Regions from separate parts of the Ovis aries genome. Here region 2 is linked to region 1. Evidence: chromatin contacts called from public Hi-C data. All regions are on one chromosome and are shown on one strand. Each heading gives the region's core, a stretch centred on a gene start, on an enhancer-like site or on the middle of the called end of the contact. The rest is flanking DNA. Distances are from core to core; before and after follow the strand shown.

The links. A called contact is a pair of places that touch in the nucleus more often than the background predicts.
Region 2: a Hi-C map of liver shows a contact between it and region 1, with 4 times the contacts expected there. The contact joins two enhancer-like sites. A contact is called at or near these places in 5 of 16 Hi-C or Micro-C datasets (hypothalamus, liver, omental adipose tissue and 1 more).

Annotation. Positions count from the first base shown.
Region 1 is chr18:58,664,890-58,670,212 of ARS-UI_Ramb_v3.0, forward strand. No RefSeq gene overlaps it. Among named protein-coding and RNA genes, the nearest start is that of C18H14orf132, 59 kb to the left of the region's middle. Within about 2 kb of position 3,737, at least 7 of the 54 cell types and tissues checked have an H3K27ac peak or open chromatin away from gene starts, as enhancers often do. A contact at or near this core is called in liver, where this site is marked.
Region 2 is chr18:59,006,712-59,011,932 of ARS-UI_Ramb_v3.0, forward strand. All of the region lies in intron 4 of AK7 (adenylate kinase 7), which reads left to right. LOC132658096 (a long non-coding RNA gene) reads right to left here. Exons shown (of 3, transcript XR_009597131.1): 3 at 1-2,773. Among named protein-coding and RNA genes, the nearest start is that of AK7, 27 kb to the left of the region's middle. Within about 2 kb of position 3,345, at least 1 of the 54 cell types and tissues checked has an H3K27ac peak or open chromatin away from gene starts, as enhancers often do. A contact at or near this core is called in liver, where this site is marked.

The DNA.
Region 1 (5,323 bases), core at 2,487-4,986:
GTGCCGTGACAGACACAGTTTGACCTTGTAGAGACAAGAAACAAGGAGGATAGGGAGGAGAAGCTGATGACGGAAGGGTGACCTCTGGAAGGGTGACATCTGCTCAAGAAGGAGGGAGAGGTGGTCTTCTCCCCCTCCCCACTTTCCCTTTGATTATGAAACCATAGCCCACAAAGTTCTCAGGGCCGCACTCCCTTGCCCACCCCCTTATAAGCCTCATGGGTGTGTGCTTAGTCATGTCCGGCTCTGTGTGACCCCATGGACTGCAGCCCGCCAGGCTCCTCTGTCTGTGGGATTTTCTAGGCAAGAATACTGGAGTGGGTTGCCATTTCCTTCTCCAGCGGATCTTCCTGACCCCAGGCATCAAATCCATGTCTCTCGCATCTCCTGCATCGGCAGGCAGATTCTTTAACCACTGCGCCACCTGGAAAGCACAAGCATCCTTTTCTACTGAATCACTTCTTATGTATCATTTTGCCTCTCGCTGAATTCGTTCTGTGATGAGACATAAAGGACTGGAGCTACTCGGAGCCCCCCATCCCAGAAGCATTTCTGCCTCCCGCCACTTCCAGGCAGAACAGAGTCCCTCCTCCCCTGTCCCACACCTCCCCCTCATCACATGACCTGCAGCAAATCAGAAGCTACATTCACTGACCCATCAGTTTCCCCACTCTGAGTCATCTGTGAGCAAAATTTATCTTTCTCAATTTTTTATCCCCCACACCTAGCACAGTGCCAGGCTCATGGCAAACAAGAAACAGACATGTAGGTAATAAATGCATGGTATCTGAAGGGCGAGCCCAGTAAATTTCAGCGCTACCTGGCACAGTGAGTGTGCAGTTATGTAACAGCTTTATTCATTCACTCACTGGTAACAGCAAACAAGTGGCACTGACTAGGTGTTCTGTGCAGTTCTGAGGTCTTTCCGTGTATATCAGCTGATTTGATCTCCACAGCAGTTGTATAAAGTAGGTAACTGTTGTTACCTTGTCAATTGGAAAAAATGTACAACCTAAAAGTTGAGAAGTATGTGTTATTTAGCAGACAAAAGTAAGGACTCAAGCCTGGAAGAAAGCCTCTAAGATACCCCGAGGGACTGCTCTGAAGAGGTGAGGGGGGAGCCAGGATATACAGGAATTTTTGCTGTGAAAACCAGGTAGTCGAACATCAAAAGATTACTACTAATTAAAGAAAACCAGACATTTCAAGTTAATAAATTCAGCGCTTTTCTATGGACTGGAAGATGCAAGAGTCTCGGTGCATTGAGTCATTCATTTGATTGAACTTCAGCTATCTAGGGTCCGTATTCTGTTTTTATCCATCCCGAGTCTCCTGGGGTGCACAGTTGGGAACAGATCCAGTGGCTTCTTGGTTTCCCAGGTGGTGCTAGTGGTAAAGAATCTGCCTGCCAGTGTAGGAGATGCAAGAGCCGAGGGTTCAATGCCTGGGTCAGGAAGATCTCCTGGAGTAGGAAATGGCAATCCACTCCAGTGTTCTTGCCAGGAAAATTCCATGGACAGACCGTAGCCCCAGTCCATGGGCTACAGTCCATGGGGTCGCCAAGAGTCAGACATGAGTGGCTGCGCATGCATCGAGGTCATCCAGACGTCCTAAAATTAGGAGGGCCTACCCATGGGGCCAAAACAGGAGGGGCAGACCAGTCAAAAGATTCCTGGGTCGAGTTTCAGGCTCTTATGATTGGGAAGCCTTGGGCTGCAGAGTATCCCCCTCCCTCAACCATCACCTTGGACTGGTTCCAGCTCTTCTAGTCTCTGTCTAGCAGGAAGAGCCCGCCCAGAGCAGGGTCATTCAGTGCTGAGCAGATAACCAGCACCTGCCATTCTCAGGTCCAGTTACCTCATTTGAAGAGCCCGTTGTAGAGTGAAAATGCAGAGCTCTTGTGCAGAGTTATGAAGAATTTCAAGATGGCAACTGCGGGGCATAAAACCGAGTGTGGGGCCCTTCTGAGCTTGACAACACGGGTTACCTTCCCACCAGGCCGGGCCTGGCTGCTGCTGCTGCTCTGAACCCCGCAGGCAGGGGAGCAAGGGGCAGACTAACTCACTTCACACCACACTGCGATCCTCTCCCCAAGGCTGCTATTCAGGGAAACCGATGTTGACTGCTTGTGGGAGATGCAGAAAGGGCCAGGAAATATTCCCATGCCTGCTTGCAAGCTCCTTTCCCAGTGTGACTTCACAGCTGCCCTCTTCGGGGTGGGGTGCGGGGTGGCCCTATCTCCCCAACATCTGACTCTATGGACTGGCCTTGCAACCTGTGTCCACCAAGAGGGTTTGATAGGATGGACACTGGGCCAGTCCTGGGCATGGGCCACGGGAAGGTTTACAGCTTTCTCTCCTGATGACCTGGGAACCCTGCAGAGGTGAGATTAGCCTGCCTGAGGAGGGGAACCCAGAGCTCAGGCACCCCTCTGTCCCAGCTGACAGCCTGTCAACTGCCCCACAGGTGAGTGAGCCAAGCGAAAGAAGGGGTTCCAAATGTAAGTCTGCATGGGCTCCTAAGGGGGCAAACAAAGCCAAATAAATCACAGAAAGCTGCCTGGAGGAGGCAAAATTCAACCTTGCATAAAATCTGGAGCAGAAGGTCCATAGCAGAGGGGTCCATGGATCCTGGGGCGGAGGTGAGAGTTCAGGCTGGAGCCTGGAGGTCAAGGCTGTGATGGGCATCAAGCCAGCTTGAAGGACCCGGAATGTCAGGGTGAGGGTCATGGTAGGCTGTGAGCTGCCATCGGCTGTACCCAAGCAGGTCTGGTCCTCAGAGAGAAGAGCACAGCCTCTGGAACAAGGAGGGAGCAAGGATGCTGGGAAAGAAAGTGTAATCACTTAGTCGTGTCCGACTCTTTGCAACCCCATGGACTGTAGCCTGCCAGGCTCCTCTGTCCATGGGATTCTCCAGGCAAGAGTATTGGAGTGGGTAGCCATTCCCTTCTCCAAGGGATCTTCCCATCCTGGGGATTGAACTCACATCTCCTGCATCTCCTCTGCTGGCCGGCAGATTCTTTACCACTGAGCCACCTGGGAAACCTGCATCCAGCCCAGCCTTTACCAAAAAATGCCCCCACTGCCCACTGCCTACCCACCCCTACCAGCATGTATCGTAAACTTTTGGTTTTACAAATTTGGTTGATAAATACATCCATTCACATTCTGTTTGCCTGCTACCAATCAGCCTTGATAGCTTAATGGTCTGATAATGCGTTTCCTGGGGCAGAATGTCCAGAGGCAACACTGAGCCTGTAAAGAAATACCTTTTGACCAACCACAGCTCTTCCCTTTCCTCTAGGAGCCGCGTGCTTTGGAGGGGGGCTGTCGTGCTCCCGTCTCCGTGGAAGACAAAGGCTCCTGTGGGCTCCCCCTGTGTCTCCCACAGGGCCCAGTGGGGACAGTGCCGTGCTTCCACGTACGTGGGCGAATGCATGAACAGAAGAGCTGGGATGAAAGGCACTGTGGCACCTGGGTGCCTGGCAGGAGGGCCAAATCCCGCATCACCTGTGGAGCTGTCAGAGCCTTGAGGGTGGAGGAAGGGGAGGAAAGCAGAAGGGGCCTCTAGTGATTCCGGGAGTGCGGCCTGTTTACAGAGCTCGGGAGCCCACCCTCTGCGGGCATCTTTCCCTTGGCCCGGCCAGGCCCCTGTTGGCCCAGGCTCCAGCTGGGTGCTGGCCTGACCCGGGCAGCAGAAATATCCCCATGATTAATATTTATACAAGCCAGGCTGCTGGGGCCTTTTCTGCAAACTGAACAAATAACATTAACTACCATGGCAACCAGCACTCCACAGTTGCTGCCCTCGAGGTTGACAAAGCACTTTCCAGTCCAGCCTCGATTCTGGATGGGCCTTTCCCAACCAACGCCTACCTGGCTCCTGTCTGGGCTGGAATGAGGCCGGGTCCCTACTCTGTCTTGGGGGGATGGGAGGGTACAAAGGATCAGCTGAGGACAAAATGTGAAATGTGGACTGTGGGAAGCCTGCGGGGTAGGGACGGCCAGAGGAGGGTCTCCTTACCAGGCTGGCAGCCCAGACGGGAGGCCGAGATCCAGTTTTTAGAAGAGAAAGCTGAAGTTCAAGTGCTTGTTCATCCGATCGTTAATGACTGAGCACCTACTATGTTGCCGAGTCACTCGATCATGTCTGACTCTTTATGATCCCATGGACCGTAGGCTCCTCAGTCCATGGGATTCTCCAGGCAAGAATCCTAGAGCGGGTTGCCATTTCCTTCTCCAGCACCTACTGTGGGCCAGACTCTATTCTAGACAGACAGGGTGCAGAAGTGACCAAACCAAGGTCTCTAAGCACCTTCTCATGGGGATGGGAGATAAGAAACAAATAAGGAAATAGCTAAATAATGGATCTGTGACATCATAAGAAATATATCTGTGTCTATAGCTAACAATACTGAAGCGGAGCAGTGGTCCCTGCCCCTCACCATGTCCTTGGCCTGCCTTTGGTCCTTGGAAAACTTTAGTCAAAGAATAAGCTTAATCACAGAAGTGAGAAATACGAAAACAAAGGAAAACCGTCATAGGCTCAGTCAAGGATCTTTAGTTCTTTCTCAAGGGCTGGAGATAATATTCTGAGCCGTATCCTGTGAGCTGTCTTATAGATGCTAGAACATCAATATTCTGGAGAAGTTAACTGCGTGATGACCAGACTGTACCCACGACATGAGCTGCCACAGTTCCGAGAACAGCCCTCAAAGAAATGGGAACAAACAAACCCTGGAACTGAAGATGAACCGGACTTAAAACGACTTAAAATGACCAAGACGATGCTGGTCAGACCAGCAGTGTCTGACCACCTGTCAGGGTTGATTGTGCTGCTTCCCAGTCTTTCTGTAAAAGCTCTCACCCCAGCCTGTCAGCCAGGGGTGGGGGGGGAATCGGCCTCTGGACAGATGTCTGACAACCTCCTTCAACCAGTTGCTGGCATCTGAAATAAAGCAAAAAACCAAGCTTTCCTTTCCACCAGCCTGGCCTGTATGGCTTTTGAGCTCTTGCAGCCAAACCACAGAACACCCTTTCGGTAACAACACAGCATCGTATACTTAAAATTTGCCAAGAGGGTATATCTTATGTTAAGTGTTCCAACACTAAGAACAACAACAATAATAATAAAGGGATGAAGGAAACATTGGGAGGTGCGGATTTATCTCTGGCCTCGATGGCGGTGATGGTTTCATGGGTGTGTATTTATCCAGAATAGCATATGAAAAACCTGAATGAACATTTTGGCCAACCCGATATTTTTTTAATAAAAGAAAATATATACTTGGTCTCTGCTCCTGGTCTCTGACAGGACTCCTAAG
Region 2 (5,221 bases), core at 2,095-4,594, 340 kb after region 1:
TAATTCTCTCTCCCTCAGTGGACGCAGAGGTCCTCGAGGGCAGGAACCGGAGGGTTTCTGTCCATTTCTTGTGAATCTCACTCACCTCCTCCACTTGGTTGCCATCGCCTCAAGGAGCAGGCCTGTCACTTTATTCCTGTTGAAGTTCCAACCCTCAGAGTATCTAGTAAAGTGTCTGTTACAAAACAGTCGTTGGTCACTTGACTGGCTGGTCATTTCACTGGCCTGATTGATTGTCCTCACTCCTTCAGTTATTAACAAACTCATACAGACTTAAGCAAAATGGGGATTTATTGACTCATAACTGGGTAGTCAGACAATGGGCTTCAGGTACAGCTGTATCTAGCGGCTTAAACAGTGCTCAGAACGAACCTACTCTTTCTCTCCCTTCAACTGCTTCTTTTCTCTAGGCTTATTCTCGGGTAAGTTCTCCACTCCTTCTGGCCCCCAGGAGCTCCCAGGCTTTTATCTCTAGAGCTTGACATCTCTTCTCCCTTTAGGCCATGTCCCTCCCCAGCTCTGGAATATGCCATTCTTACAGGTCTTACATCACAGGCTTAACCGTGAACCAGTCACTGTGACCGGGGGAATGCCGAACTCTGATTGACCACACCTGGGATCATGTACCCACTTCTACAGGCAGGAATGATCAGCCTCCTTAACTAAAAAGGCCGAGAGTGGGGAAGAGATGGTTCCTCCAAAGAAAATATGGGGAAATGGCTCCAGTGTTAGCTTCTGTGTCCCTTTGGCATGTTCCCATCCTCTCACCGTGGTTTGTTTGTTTGTTTTAAACGGGTTTTTGTTGTTGTTCAGTCGCTCAGTCATGTCTGACTCTTTGCAACCCCATCGAGTGCAGCCTCCCTGTCCTTCACCATCTCCCAGAACTTGCTCAAACTCATGTCCTCTGAGTCGATGATGCCATCCAGCCATCTCATCCTCTGTTGCCCCCTTCTCCTCTTGCCCTCAGTCTTCCACAGCATCAGGGTCTTTCTCAATGAGTTGGCTCTTTGCATCAGGTGGTCAAAGTATTGGAGCTTCAGCTTCAGCGTCAGTCCTTCCAATGGTTATACTCAGAATTGATTGCCTTTAGGATTGACTGGTTTGATCTTCTTGCTGTCCAAGGGACTCTCAAGAGTCTTCTCCAGCACCACAACCTGAAAGCATAAATTATTCAATTCTCAGTCTTCTTTATGCTCCAACTCTCACATCCATACATGACTACTGGAAAAACCATGTCTTTGACTATGTGGACCCTTGTCAGCTAAGTGCTGTCTCTGCTTTTCAACACGCTGTCTAGGTTTGTCATAGATTTTCTCCCGAGTAAGCATCTTTTAATTTCGTGTCTGCAGTCACAATCCACAGTGTTTTTCGAGCCCAAGAAAATAAAATCTGCTGCTGTTTTCTCGTTTTCTCCATCTGTTGGCCATGAAGTGATGGGGCCAGAAGCCATGATCTTAGTTTTTTTGAATGTTGAATTTTAAGCCAGCTGTATCACTCTCCTCTTTCACCTTCAGCAAGAGGGTCTTTAGTTCTTCTTTGCTTTCTGCCATTTGAGTGGTATTATCTGCATATCTGAGGTTGTTGATACTTCTCCCGGCAGTCTTGATTGCAGCTTGAGCTTCACCCAGCCCGGCATTTCTCATGATATACTCTGCATATAAGGTAAATAAGCAGGGTGACAATATATACAGCCTTTCTGTATATATTGACATACTCCTTATACTCCTATAAGACATACTCCTTTCTCATTTTGATCCAGTCTGTTGTTCCAGCTTCAGTTCTGTCCAATCATGTGGCCACACCCAACTGCAAGGAAGCCTGAGAGATGCCATCTAGCTCTGTGCCCAGGAAGTCAGCTGAGTCCAGGCTCCTCAGGGAAGGGCTCATCCCTAATGAAGAGAGCTTAAACAAGAGGCAGCCTTTGTCCCCCTGGGGATGTTGTCGTGCCTGGATGTGACACCTGAAGCTGCTGCTGACAGTCTTCTGTGAGCCTGACGAGGAAGACCACACCCCGAGGGAGGCAGACTTAAAAAGGCATCCACAGGGCGGAGAAGACGCCCATCACACGACACCAGAAGGCGCTCGATTTGGGGCTGTTACTTACGAGAAATAATGCATCCTCGCACTTTTGAGGCCATTTTGATTTCCAGTTTTGTTATTTGTAGCCAAAAACATCTAAACAAATACAAAACTGCATTTAAGATTTTTTAAATACAAAAGGATAAGTAGAATGTTTTCATTTGTAAATATTAAACAATTTTAATAAGTTGGAGAATCTTAATATACCCAGGTTTTTTCCATAGTATCTGTTTTAGAAGTATAGGGAGTTCCTCAGTGGTTCAGCAGTTAAGACTCCATCTTCCAATGCAGAGGGCACAGGTTTGATCCCTGGTTGCAGAACTAAGGTCCCACGTGCCATGGGGTACCACCAAAAATTTAAAAATAGTAATAAAAGTATAGCTATGTATTTGTTTTTTTATACTGAGTGAAGAGGGGGGACCAGAGATGACATTGGCTTAACCGGATAGCCCAGAAGAGCAGATGGGATCTGTCATCACACATACCGACCAGGTGGGAGAAAGAGAATAATGACCAGGGGGAAAAGAGTCCAGCAAGTGATCCGCACGGGGAGTCAAACACAATGACCAATTAAAAAGAGGGTCCCCCAGAGTCTTACCAGACAGCAGGTTCACCCAGTGTCCTCGAAGAAAAGGGAGATGGCTCTACATAGTCAGTTCTCCGGTTCCTAAGAAGATGAGGCCTATCAGTGAGCCTGTTGATTGTAATGAGGTGTTAATAAGGCAGGTGGTTTCTAGAAATGGCAACACATCAGTATACAACAATAGAAGAGTCCTGGTTTTATGCCGACAGTATGGCGACTCTTCACTTACTGGAAAAGCGACTGATACAAATGTTTGCAAGAGACTAGAACCTGTATGAAAGATGCAAGTTTAAAAGACATTTTATTTGTCATTTGTTTGTAACACGTAAAATTTAAGGACTAGAGGGAACATAGCCCCACAATCGGTAGGGAAGTTTCAAAATGTACAAACCAGATCTCAGTCCCAACCAGGAATTGGAGATGACGGCTCGAAGCCTGCAGCCCAGGATTGGCTAGACCTTACGGGCCCAGTGCAGCTGGCCAGAGAGGGTGGCCCAGTCTTAGTCTCAGAATGCAGGGGAGACACTGACTGGCTGTCCAGACCTGTGACCAGGGAACCAGGTCACCTGAAATGTAACTGTTTCTGTCACTGCCATAAGGACTGAGGGTGGTACAAGGCCCAGGAGAGGGCACTGGGCAGCCAGCCACAGGGAGCAGGAAGGTCAGTTAGGCAGGCTGGCCACCGTGCCACAGTCACTGGGACCAGGGAGATGCCAGGACTCAGTCCATCCTGAAGGCAAAGCTGATTATAGATCCGCTGTGAGTAGGACTGCCAGATGTAGCTAATAAAAATACAGGACACCCAGGTAAATTTAAATTTCAGATAAACTGCAAATAATGTGTCATGTAAGTGTATTTCATGCCCTAAGACATCCTCATACTTGAAAAAATATTTGTTTATCTGACATTCAAATTTAGCTGGGTGTCCTGGCAATCCTACATATGAGCCACTGGGTATATTTAAGAGGTCAGCTAATTAGATGACATGTATTCATTAAGTATCTACTATGGACACAGAATTGGGGTGGACTTACTGGATCTTCCCCAAAAAACTCTTTCTCCGTCTTTCTCCCAGTAGTGTCCACCTTGTCCACTGCTCACCTTCTCTCCTTTTCATCCATCAGTCAGTTCATCACTCAATTCTGTTAATTCCTCATCCAAAATGTCTCCTAAATGCATCCTGTTCTCATTGTATCTGTGGGCGACGAGGATGGCCTCGGAACTGGCAGCTGCCATCACATCCTTCCAAGGCAGTCTCCAACAAATAGCTTGTGACCTTGTTCAAATATAATTCAGATCATGCCACTGTTGTTGTTCAGTCGCTAAGTCATGTCTTTGCGACCCCATGGACGGCAGCATACCAGGCTTCCCTGTCCTCCACTATCTCCTGGAGTTTGCTCAAGTTCATATCCATTAAGTCGGTAACATTATAGTCCTGCTTAAAATGCTGAAAATCCTCCCATGCCTTCTCATGTCTTTAGGATGACTCTAAACTCCTTCACCTGGTCCACAAACCCTGGCAGCCTGGCACTGCCTACCTCCTCCTCTACCAATCCCCAGCTTGGCTCTAGTCATCTCAGCCCTTCTTCCCATTTCTCAAACCTGCCAACAATTGTTCTGCCTCCGGGTTCTCATCCTTGTGTTCATTCTGCCTCTCTGATTAAGTTTGGATAAGCCCTGGACTCAGATGCTTTTGTCCGGTTATTTATCTTAGAGCACTGTGACGTGATTGGAAGGCTTCTGATTAGACTGTATTTTTTGAAATCCTGGGACTTTCCTGGAGGTCCAGTGGTTAAGACTCTGTGCTTCCATGACACGGGGCACTGGTTCAGTCCCTGATCAGGGAACTAAGATCCCATATGCTATGCAGCTTGGTAAAAAAAAAAAAAAATCAGAAATCCTACTCCAAGTAGGACCTCTAAATCTGTATGGACTGGGGAGAAATCTGTACCATGGATTTCAGTTTCTCCATTTTGTTCTACAGGAAGTTTCTGTTGAACTGTCCCTCCGAGGGACTCTAGGAGCGTGAGTTGTGGAGGGACCAAGAGATGAACAGCTCAGTGGACTGTTGGGAAATATTCTCCATTCCTGATTCTTAGGGCAAACTGATGTCCTATCTAATGAAGCCAGTTTTTAAAGCCTAAGACAGAAACTTGAGCAGAGTATGTTCTAATTAACACGGGGTTGACTTGAGGGAAAGACGCAGTGGGGAAAAGAAGAAGAAGAAAAAAGCCTCCCAATTTAGATTTAAAAAATGAAATGGCAGGGGACTTCCCTGGTGGTTCAGTGGGTCAGAATCTGGCTGCCAGTGCGGGAGACACGGGTTCAGTCCCTGGTTCAGGAAGATTCTCCGTGATGAGGAGCAAGCTTATGCAGCGCAACTGCTGAGCCGATGTGCCCTAGAGCCTGTGTTCCTCAAAAAGAGAAGCTGCGGCGATGAGAAGCCCGCGTACTGAAGCCAGAGAACAGCCCCCACTCGCCGCAACCGGAGAAAAGTCCACGAAGCAACGAAGACCCAGCCCAGCCAAAAATAAAATTAAAAGAATAAATGAGACTACA